Linked DNA regions of Gossypium hirsutum: region 1 is linked to region 2. A link is a contact called in public Hi-C data. All regions are on one chromosome and are shown on one strand. Each heading gives the region's core, a stretch centred on a gene start, on an enhancer-like site or on the middle of the called end of the contact. The rest is flanking DNA. Distances are from core to core; before and after follow the strand shown. Region 1 holds the start of LOC107944781 (putative receptor protein kinase ZmPK1). Region 2 holds the start of LOC107957546 (probable serine/threonine-protein kinase At1g01540).

Region 1 (5,680 bases), core at 860-3,359, 190 kb before region 2:
GAAGCTTGCAACTATTTTAAAATATTGTAATATTGTTTATAATTAACTTTCTATCATTTTAGAAGATTTTAATAAATTTTTAAAAAAATTAATGATTTTTCTAAATGTATTTGGTTTTTATAATTACTTTTTCTTTTTGTATTTTTTTCTTTTTAAAAAATTATTTTTATTTCTAATAATGACATATTGTGATGTTATTACATCATACGTAACAATTTGTGATTAGTTAAATGTCTTAATTGGTCTTTTTTTAACATAAAAGGATATATGTTAACTATATAAATATAAATATTATTAATTCTTCTATCATTAATGAAATAAAAAAAAAATCATAAATATGTTATAAGGACACGTATCAATGTCTTAATCTCTCTATGTAGTTTTTTTTTCTTTGTAGGGAACAAAATAATTATATATATACATATGAAAAACTACACAACAATTTAAAATGTTTACGAGCATGATTGAGATTATAACAAGTGGTTGTATGGTAAATAAAAAATAGATAAAACTTGAATATACTAGATTATGGTACTGTAGTACGTCCATTATGTAGGTGAGATTTGTTTATTATAATTTTTAAAGAATTAATATAATAATTAAATATAATTTTTATTGAAATGATAAAATTGAAATGTCAAATATTTCCAATCTTAATATTTTTTTATATTTTATATGAAATTTTATTAAAATAAATGAAGTTTTAATAATTTTAGACTTGATTGAGACCGGTTGATAAGTAACACTAATTTAGTTAAAATCTTAAATATATTTATACTAGATTTATATAAAAATAAATAATTGAGTTATACGTGAAATGGCAAAGTGTTTATGGTTAAACATTCTTTAAGCTTGGGTTTAATCCTTAAAAATTGTATGTTTAGTTATTTTATTTAAATATTTCATATAAAACTAATAAAGACCAAAACACCATTATCTTAATATTCAACTCTTTATCAACTGTTATGTTAATTTGTGACATCAGTTAAATGTAGATGTAGGAAAAACTTGATTTAATTCGAAAAAAAATTGGATTTCAAGTTAATTGAATCGAGTTATTCAAATTATTTGAGTCAATTTGAATAACTCGATTCGAGTTTCGAGTTCAAGTCGAGTTGAAATTTACAGTTCAAATAATTCGAATAACAAATTGGTGTAAATACTCTTTTGGTCTCAGTCAAATTTAAAAATGAACAAATTAGTCTATCTCTCAACAAAAATTACAAAAAAAAAATTCAAAATATTTGTAAAATTTTCAAAATATATATATATTTTTTATAAAATTATAAGAATTCTAGAAAATTTATAAAAAAATTAAAATAATAATTTTAGAGATCTAAATTAATTAATTAATTAATTAATTAATTGTACAAGTTTATAAGATTAAAGTATCTTAATTTCTTGTTATTTTGCTTTGAAAAATGTTTTCAAATATATATAATTTTAAATTTATGTACTCTAATATGGAATTAGTTATACTGTAACAATATTTTAATTTGGCATGTTTAGTTTTTTAATTTAACTCAAATAATTTAACTCGATTCGATTCGACTTGACTCGAATTTCATTAAATTTGACTCAATTCGAAAAAATGTCAAATTGAACTAGAATGATAAAATAAGATTTTTAAACTCGATTAACTCGAAAACTTTTTACTTGATTCGATCAAATGATTACCTCTAATTAAATAATATATTTTATATATAAACAAAATTATTTGAACCAGTTAAATTGAGAATTGAGTGAAGTATGGGTACAGATAGCAGAGACCTGTCGGCGTGGTAATTTTGCAAGACATTGTGAATGGTGCATGAAGACTTTTGGAAGTGTAAAAGTCAGGATGATTGATTTTCAATGAAACACACTCTATTCTCTTTGTCTTAAGGGGATGGAAAAGGGGTGGGTGCGTATGGTTATTCGTCTCCACTCAATTTCACGTATTATTTTCTAAAAAGGTAATAAATAAATTTAAGTGCCAAATACCGGAAAACAACACATAACATCGTCAGTACCAAACGTAAAAATGAGAAACATTCTGACATTGACTAATGACACTTGAAAGTTCTTGCATTCACGTTTTTACAACAAATTATGTGAAATTTCCACAGCTAAAAAGTTATCAAGAAATGTCAAAGGGCAACTACCAAGCTTTCCTAAAACACGCGGCTTTGAATTGATAAGAAACACTGCTAGTGATCGAATTTGGAAGAGAATGAAATGGTACAAACAAGTTGATTTCCCGATGGTAAAGTTGAGAAGATGCAGGTAAATTGGTGCAAAGAGCTGAAGTTGGTGAAGAGAATATTGGGTCCATGACATGAATTTTGCAGCCCAAGAAATATTCATGGCCACCAAGTGTTTTAAATCCATGCTTATCATATTGTTCCTGTTCCTCGGGTTAACATCGTCAGCCGTTCCATATCTAAGCCAAGGTTCGTCTCTGTCTGTGGAGAATCCAGGTGATGTTTTGATATCGTCTAACGGCATGTTCTCCGCTGGCTTTTACCCCGTCGGCCAAAACGCTTATTGCTTCTCCATCTGGTTCACCAAGCCTTGCCATGACGGTAGTCACACTCTAGTTTGGATGGCAAACCGGGATGTGCCTGTTAATGGAAAGCGATCAAAGCTGTCCATACTCGAAACCAATGAAATCATCATAACCGATGCCGAACCCGTAATCTGGACGATCAATAAGTCAGTTAAAGATGGCTCTTGGTCGCAGTTGAATCTCCTTGATTCAGGTAATCTCGTTCTCCAAACTCGAGACAATCTTACTCTTTGGCAAAGCTTTGATTCACCAACTGATACGCTTCTCCCTGGACAACCCCTCAATCAACACAAAAGGCTAGTATCAGCACGAAGCCGAACTAACCATTCTTCAGGAAAATACAGGTTGTTGTTTGACGATGATAATGTTCTTCGTCTTGTCTTGAATGGTTCCGACACATCCAGCATCTACTGGCCGGATTCAACCATCTTGGACTACCACCAAGGTAGAACTAGATACAATTATAGCAGAACCGCAGTGTTGGATTCTTCAGGCTATTTTACATCTTCTGACAAAATGGAGTTCAGATCAACTGATTTTGGTATTGGACCTTGGAGAAGATTAACCCTTGATTTTGATGGTAACCTTAGATTATACAGTCTCGAAGAACAGGGGGTTTGGTTTGTGACATGGCAAGCTATGTCTAACTCCTGTAGGATTCATGGAGCCTGTGGACCAAATAGTATATGTAGCTATGATCCAGGTTGGGGTCCGAAGTGTGGTTGTCCCCCAGGGTTCAAGATGAAAAACCATGCGGATTGGAACGATGGGTGCGAACCAGAATTTGAGCTTTCATGTAATGATGATGTCAACTTTGTTCAACTTCGTCATGTTAACTTTTTTGGCTACCATTACGACAACCTCCGGAATTACACCTTCCAGGAGTGCCTCCGAGTTTGCTTGGATTCATGTTGTAAAGCTTTTCAATATAGATATTTCCCAGAAGATGGTGCCTATCGCTGTTATTCAAAATGGGAATTGCGCAATGGTCATCGTTACAATAGCTACAGTGGAACCCTTTACTTGAAACTCCCCAAATCATTCCCTTACAACAACAAACCTGTTCGGGAATTCAAATTAAATTGCTCCAACAAGCAGACAAGACAATTAGACAGACTTTATCTTAAGAAAACAGGATATGAAACATTAAATATTTTGATTTGGTGCGCTTCTATAATTGGATTGCTTGAGTTGATGTGCGTCTTTCTGGTGTTCGTTTTCTTGTACAGAACAGGGGAAAGTCCCGATGCATCGACGATGACATCAGGGTACCTTGTGGCTGCAACTGGATTCAAAAGATTCACATACAGTGAGTTGAAAAAGGCAACACGCGGTTTTCATGAAGAGATTGGACGGGGAGGAAGTGGGGTGGTTTACAAGGGAGTTTTACCGGATCAACAAATTGCAGCCATTAAACGACTTAATATTGAAGCACATCAAGGAGAGGATGAATTCCTCGCAGAAGTAAGCACAATCGGCAGGCTTAATCACATGAACTTGATTGAGATGTGGGGATACTGTGCAGAGGGGAAGCATAGGCTTTTAGTGTATGAATACATGGAAAATGGATCGTTAGCAAATAACCTCATGTCTAATTCACTTGATTGGAAGAGAAGGTTGGATATTGCGGTGGGCACCGCCAAAGGCCTGGCTTATTTGCATGAAGAGTGCTTGGAATGGGTTCTGCACTGTGATGTAAAGCCTCACAACATACTCTTGGATTCCAACTATCATCCTAAAGTGTCAGATTTTGGATTATCCAAACTACTGAATCAAGACAGTCCTAAAGGTTCAGGCTTCTCCAAGATTAGAGGAACAAGAGGTTACATGGCGCCTGAGTGGGTTTACAATCTTCCCATCACTGCCAAAGTCGACATCTATAGCTATGGGATTGTGTTGTTGGAAATGATGACAGGGAAGAGCCCAAGTGTAGGTGTCCCTGTTGTTGGAACCAATGGAGAGAAATGGCACCAAAGATTAGAAACTTGGGTGAAAGGGAAGAAGATGGGTGCTTCTGCAACATGTTGGGTTGAAGAGGTACTGGACCCTGCCATGGGCTACGATTATGACAGAAATGAACTGGAAAATCTACTGGAGGTGGCAATCAAATGTACAGAAGCCGATAGACATGGAAGACCATCAATGAGCCAAGTAGTTCAAATGCTTGTGAGGGGACGAAATTGATGCTAAGCAACGCAATAACATGACTGCCAGGAGACCCTGACAGATAGGCCTCAGCATCTTTTCAATAATCTTTCAACATATTACCTCTTTTTCAGTGTCGATTGGTTTATTATTCAATGATTCTATTTTGACGTGAAATTATGACTTTAGTCAAACTGATGTATTCTGTTCTCATCCCAGGTAAATCCCTTGACGACTCCATATATCTACCTACTTAAGAAGCTGTGGTTTTTCGAAAATAAGAAGCAAAATTATTACAGTTAAAGTTTCAATTACTTTTGAAAGATTAAAATATGTTGCTATAAAATTTGAGATTTACTTTCTATATATAAAAAAAAAGAGTTAGAAATTAAGTTTTGTAATTTTTTTATTTAAAAATCTTAACTCAATCACTAATATCATAAATATTTTTTTTTGTTAAAATCTGTCAATTTAACATGTTGATTAAGCTGCTTTGTCTACATGTTGTATAATTGATGGAAAATAAATATATTAACAAATTTTAACAAAAACTACTAACGACAGTATTGATTAGAATAGGATTTTTAAATTGAAAAAGTAGGAGGAATAAAATATTAACTTTTAAAATACAATGACCAAATTTCAAATTCTATAAAAGTATGAGGACTAATAACATATTTTAACATTTTTGAAAATACGAGATCTAACATTTTTGGATTTGTGAAATTGTCTCAATTGATTTTAAAACTATATATGAACTTTGGTCTAATATACAACTTGATATATGAACTTTAATTTAGTGCAATTATACACATAAAACTTTGGTTGCAGTTCAAATATATATATCATTTGATTTTGATTCAGTTATGTATATTTAAAAAAAATAAAAAATAAATACATCAACTTATTTTTATATTGAATAAATGTAGTTATTTGTATATAGAACATGTTAATGTAAAATAATGTTATGTCGGTAATTATGTTAGC
Region 2 (5,860 bases), core at 799-3,298:
GTTTCGAAGGAGCTGTTACAACTCAAGTATGGGATGATTACAAATGAGGGGGAATGCCTCTATTTATAATTGTGCTCCTCCAGATCTAACAATACAACTTACTTTACATCGATGTTTGAGATTAAAGCTTATCTATAATTGAGATTCTTAAGAGATTTACATGATCCCTTAAAATTACAAAATCAAATCTTATTAGATTACATATATTGAAAGATTACTTTCCATATTCACTAATGTAGCTTTAATTTTCCTTAAGTGCTTCACTCGGTCACCAATGCTTCAAATAGATAGACTTCTCCATATGTTCCACAAATTGAGACAGTTCAAGTGGGTCGAATGAGCCTCATTTAATCAATTGACCTTCATTGGACGCTCTTTGTGAATTAGTCACGGGCTTTGATCCACAACTCATGGCAGGGACAATGACTAAAATGTTATAACATGATAATGTTAGTGACTAAATTGTAATAAGTGAAAGTTCAATAACAAAAGCATAATATTAACCAAACATAAATGACTATTTTGTAATTTATCAAAAAGAAGAAGCAAAAACTATTAAATTTATATAGCATAAATTACAAATATATGAAAATTTATGCAAAAACAAAATATTCTAAAAATCTCTTCCTTCTTATAACTTTAAGAATCAGACTATATCCTAAAATCTTCAAAGTTGTATATATTTTATGTAGGGAGAAATATTAAACTATACATGAACTTTGATTTAATGTGCAATGTTATACATGAATTTTGATTTTGTGTGATTTTATATATTAAATTTTGATTTGATTAAATTTTTAGAAATTACTAATAATATGATCAAATTAGCACTTTTTTACGTTAACATATTGCATAACAAACTATTATATTAATCCAATATGAAAATAAATATATGTATTTATTTTTTTTAAATGTGTACAATTGAATCAAACTCAAAGTTTCATGTATGGCTTTTTTACCCAATAATCTAGAAAAATTAATTACCAAAATAGGCACACTAGATTTATTTACGGAAATAGGCATCTGCTATAGTGTTTCGTCAGTGTTGCTTGACACACTGGCAACAACACCCATTTCCCTCCAATCATTTTGTCATCATTACTTAAAAAAACAAATTTTTTTGTGTCGTTATTGTGTTTAGCGGCATCGGTATATATTTTTTAAAAATATTTAAAAAATACGGGTATATCAAGTTTAAAAAAAATAAAAAAATATATTTTCTAATGGTGTCACTGTCGTGTCAAGCGACACCGCTACTTACCTGGTAGTCAAAGGAAAAATAAAGAGAAAAAAAAGCTAAAATCTAAAAAAAAATAGAATAAAAAAGTTGAAATTGAAAAGAAAAGGCATATGAGCCATGTCCGCATACATTCGCAGCAGGTCATCAGGCTGATACCGCCTGGACGATCACGGGTTCCCATGTCCTTTCTTTTTTTCATTTTTTATTTTTGTTTTTTTTTTCAGATTTCAACTTTATTTTCGATCGTCGGGTAAATAGCGATGCCACCTGACATGACGGTGACACTATTATAAAATATATATTTTTCTTTTTTTAAATCTGGTATACTTGTATTTTTTAGGTATTTTTAAAAAATACATATTGGTGTCGCTTGACATAGTGGCGGCACTAATTTTTTTTTTTAAAGTAATGATGGCAGAATGATTGGGAAGAAAAATGGGTAGTGTCGTCGGTTTATTAGGTAGCGTTGACGAGACACTGTAACATATGCCTATTTTCGTAAATATTTTTTGGTGTGCCTTTTTGATAATTAATTATTTTTTCACATTATTGTGGTAAAAAAGCCTCCATGCCTATACCTATAAATCGTAATCCAAGTTTTATGTATATAATTACACTAAATCAAAGTTTATGTATTAAATTACACATGAAAATAATGTATAAAATTGATATTTATCCTTTTCTATGTATTGTAATTATATTTAAATAAATTTAAATACATTAATTATATATGTTTTCGACATTAATATATTGTTTTTATGTAAAGATAAGTTTTAAATGATTTTTTTAGTATCATATTTATGTCTTCCAATGCTGTCGTGACAAAATTGCTACGTCTACATCAGGCCAGCTGCAGCCTTCTCTTTGTCTTCTGCAGTCTGCTTCCACTGTTTTCACTCTTTTCTCCCTCTTCCATGGCCACGTTTAAATCATCTTTACCTCAACATTTCCTCTTCTCACTTCATTTCTTGAGCAAACAAAAGATATCTTGAAATTGGCTCTTCTTTTAGGAAACTAAGTAACTCGTGATAATGTCTGGTTATTCCTTCTTAAACGATCAGCTGTCGAAACGCACCTCTATTTTCAGTTTGCAATTATGGGTTGTTCTTGGAATCTGCGTTGGAACTGCTATAGTCATCGTTCTCTTCCTTATTTCCCTTTGTATCACTTGTAAACGCCAAAACAAAGCAACCCGCAGCAGCAACAACGTTGTTAAGCCTATTCTTAACTCCAGTATCCCCATCGCTTCTAAGGAGATTCAAGAAATCCGCGTCGAACCGTCCCATCATTCTAACCCTGTCCTACTTCCGGAATCCGACCCTGTATTGATTCTTCATCCGGAAGAAGGCAGCGGCGATGTTTCTAGGTGCAACGGCATTCACATTGAGATAGGGAAGGATCATAAGGTAGCGTCTCCAGAGCGTGGATCCGGGTCGGGTCACGGGTCAGGTGAGGCCCGGTGTAGTGATCAAGGGATGACAGTTAGGGCGGTTCCGGAAGTTTCCCACTTGGGGTGGGGACATTGGCATACATTGAGAGAGCTTGAGGAGTCTACAAATGATTTTGCGGCGGATAATGTGATTGGTGAAGGGGGCTATGGAATTGTTTACCGTGGAGTTTTGGAAGACAATAGCAAAGTTGCTGTCAAGAATCTGCTAAATAATAGGTAAAAAGGCTACCCTTTTTTGAGGTTAAATTTAAGCTCTTTAATGCATTTGTTGTATTAGTGTAACTTTTTGAGAAAAGCATGGAGTTCTGTGTTGGGGGAAACTTGACTTTTGTTTTCGATTTTCTTCTTGTATTTTCTTTTAGGGGTCAAGCTGAAAAGGAGTTTAAGGTTGAAGTGGAAGCAATTGGGCGTGTACGGCATAAGAACTTGGTGAGATTACTTGGTTATTGTGCTGAAGGAGCTCACAGGTACGTACGTACTCTCTGTTTTTTGTTGCATTTTGATCTTAATTTGCTGCATTGGAAGTTTGGATTTTATGTTAAAACTTGCAACTTTTACAATTGTGAAACTTCAGCATCATGCTAGGATTTGCTAACATACTTAATTTGGTGGTCATAGGATGCTTGTTTATGAGTATGTTGACAATGGGAATTTAGAACAATGGCTTCATGGAGATGTGGGACCTTGCAGCCCTTTGACATGGGAGATCCGTATGAATATAGTGCTTGGAACTGCGAAAGGGTAAATTTTCAGTTAACAGAAAATGGTAACCGAACTTGAATTGTCCTTCGTGTTCTTCCCCATGTTTGTTGAGAATGTTGTTGTTTGCAAAAACTGAAATTTAGGTTGGCATATCTGCATGAGGGACTTGAACCTAAGGTTGTTCATCGTGATATCAAGTCAAGCAACATTTTGCTTGATAAGCAGTGGAATCCAAAAGTATCCGACTTTGGCCTTGCCAAGCTCTTGGGGTCTGGGAGGAGTTATGTGGCCACTCGTGTGATGGGAACATTTGGGTTGGTCGAACTTCTGTTAGCGAACATATTCATGGTTATCTAATGTTTTCATATGGTCATCTGATATACTAGTACTGCTTCTGTTTTGTAGATATGTGGCTCCTGAATATGCTAGCACAGGCATGCTAAACGAGAGAAGTGATGTATACAGCTTTGGCATTCTTCTTATGGAAATAATTTCAGGAAGAACTCCGGTGGATTACAGCCGGCCTCAAGGAGAGGTTTGTAGGCCTTAATTAAGTCAATTGATAATATTATCCTATGATTCAAAGCTTGATGGCTTTCTTGGTCTTTTATTCTTGTAATAAGTATGCAATTTGTTCCAACTTTCAGGTAAATCTAGTCGAGTGGATTAAATCAATGGTTAGCAACAGGAATGCAGAGAGTGTTTTGGATCCAAGGTTACCAGAGAAGCCTTCTTCCAGAGCACTGAAGCGAGCCCTTTTAGTTGCTTTACGCTGCGTGGACCCAAATGCTCAGAAAAGGCCTAAAATGGGGCATGTAATTCATATGCTAGAAGCCAATGAGTTCCCGTTTAGAGATGTAAGTTGACGTAACATCAGTTCTGAATTTTAACTTGTTTCTGGTAGATTATTTTGTACAATATTTTGTTCCATGTGTTTTACTAGATGTTTCTTTTGTTAAGCAATTTGTTTCGCATGTTCAAATTGCTTGGGTTGACAAGAGTGCATATTTCATCATGTATAATGCAACATCATTATTAGTTTCATTATTGATGAGAAAATCAAGAGAAGATTAGCAATTTTCAATGATGCTCAAGTTTAATTGCTAAATGAAACATTTTTTTACTAGGAACATTCATGTTCCGCTGGAATCCATTGGATGATATTTTGGTCCAGATGTGTTTAAGAAAAATGCTTTTGCAAAGTCAAAATTTATCGAACATATTAATTGTGCCTAAACTTGCCGACGTTATTCTGCCACATGTCACTTTTCTTTCTACATTTAAATTTCAGGAACGCAAAGATGGACGGGAGAACATGCGCTCACTACGAGATGATGTAAAGAATAGATTGACTGACAAATGTGTAAACGAATCCGGTGATAGTAGTGGGTATGAAAGTGGTGCCCAAACTAATAGATCGTTATGGAGAAAACAAGAATCCTAAGAGCAATAAATAGCCATTCAAACTCAGGTTAAGGTGAATTCACACATCGTCTTTAGCTATTTGTTTCCATGGAGAGCCAGCATAGGTAAACACCACTTCAACCTCTGTGTATATACAATACATGTCATCTTTAAATGCAATATTTTTTTGTTTTTATTTTTCAAAGCTCAGTATCTTCAATTGGTATATAATCGATGTATGCATTACCGTTTCTTGCTATATAGTTTCAGCTGGTAATATGATTAATCATGTTCTTGGCCATGCTGCCATGTTGCTTCTTTCAGGTCTATAATTTGGTTCATTAGTTGTTAGATAAACAAAACCCGTCTCATGTTCCTCGAGCTTTGACAATGATAATTATATGTCATATAATCTAGTATTGAAGCTGGGATGCTTGAATTATTAGAATCGAAGGTCGTAGTAAAAATATCAGAGTATACAAATGTCAGTTGCTAACATATTGGGAGGTCAGAGGGTGATGAATTGTAACATAGGGGTCCTACAACTCGCATCTATCTGCATTGCATGACCATCCGCGTTTTAAAGGGTGTGGGGACTTTGCTTGCGACGGGAGCAAACCTTGACAACTAAAAAGGGAGGTGGAAACATTGGCGCTTTCCTTCATAATAGTTAGATGTGCTATAATGTTACTTGAATATGACGTGTGTGTCACAATCCATCGTATTGTGTTTGCTTAACGTAAATTTACTCTTCTTTTCTATTATTTTGTTTATGACCCAGTTCTTGTAATAATTGAGGCTTAAATCCTAGCATTCCAACAACGGAAAGCTGTTTGAACTCTGAGTTACAAAGTGGAGTAGATCAACTTTTTTAACAGAGTGAGTATTACAGCTTCAAAATCTACTAACGGTAAGATGCATGCAATGATGCAAATATCTTATAATTTTAGTGGTAATCAGGCTTTAATAATTGCAATTTAAGGCGGATTTAGAAAATATGGCTCACATCCATGCAATACAGGGTGTATAGGTACATAGAATTAATGTTGCAATGAAACCGTGAC

What was found. Hi-C and Micro-C count contacts between places; a contact is called where the count stands out from the background.
Region 1: a contact with region 2 is called in a Hi-C map of leaf, with 2.5 times the contacts expected there. The contact joins the promoter of LOC107944781 here to the promoter of LOC107957546 in region 2. A contact is called at or near these places in 2 of 34 Hi-C or Micro-C datasets (both in leaf).

What each region holds. Positions count from the first base shown.
Region 1 is chrA05:29,505,160-29,510,839 of Gossypium_hirsutum_v2.1, reverse strand. LOC107944781 (putative receptor protein kinase ZmPK1) reads left to right here and starts at 2,109. Exons shown (of 1, transcript XM_016878608.2): 1 at 2,109-4,933. The coding sequence starts at 2,318. The coding sequence ends at 4,732.
Region 2 is chrA05:29,314,983-29,320,842 of Gossypium_hirsutum_v2.1, reverse strand. It overlaps LOC107957546 (probable serine/threonine-protein kinase At1g01540), which reads left to right and starts at 2,048. Exons shown (of 8, transcript XR_005926449.1): 1 at 2,048-2,906; 2 at 3,053-3,157; 3 at 3,309-3,431; 4 at 3,536-3,706; 5 at 3,798-3,927; 6 at 4,040-4,249; 7 at 4,684-4,921; 8 at 5,121-5,671.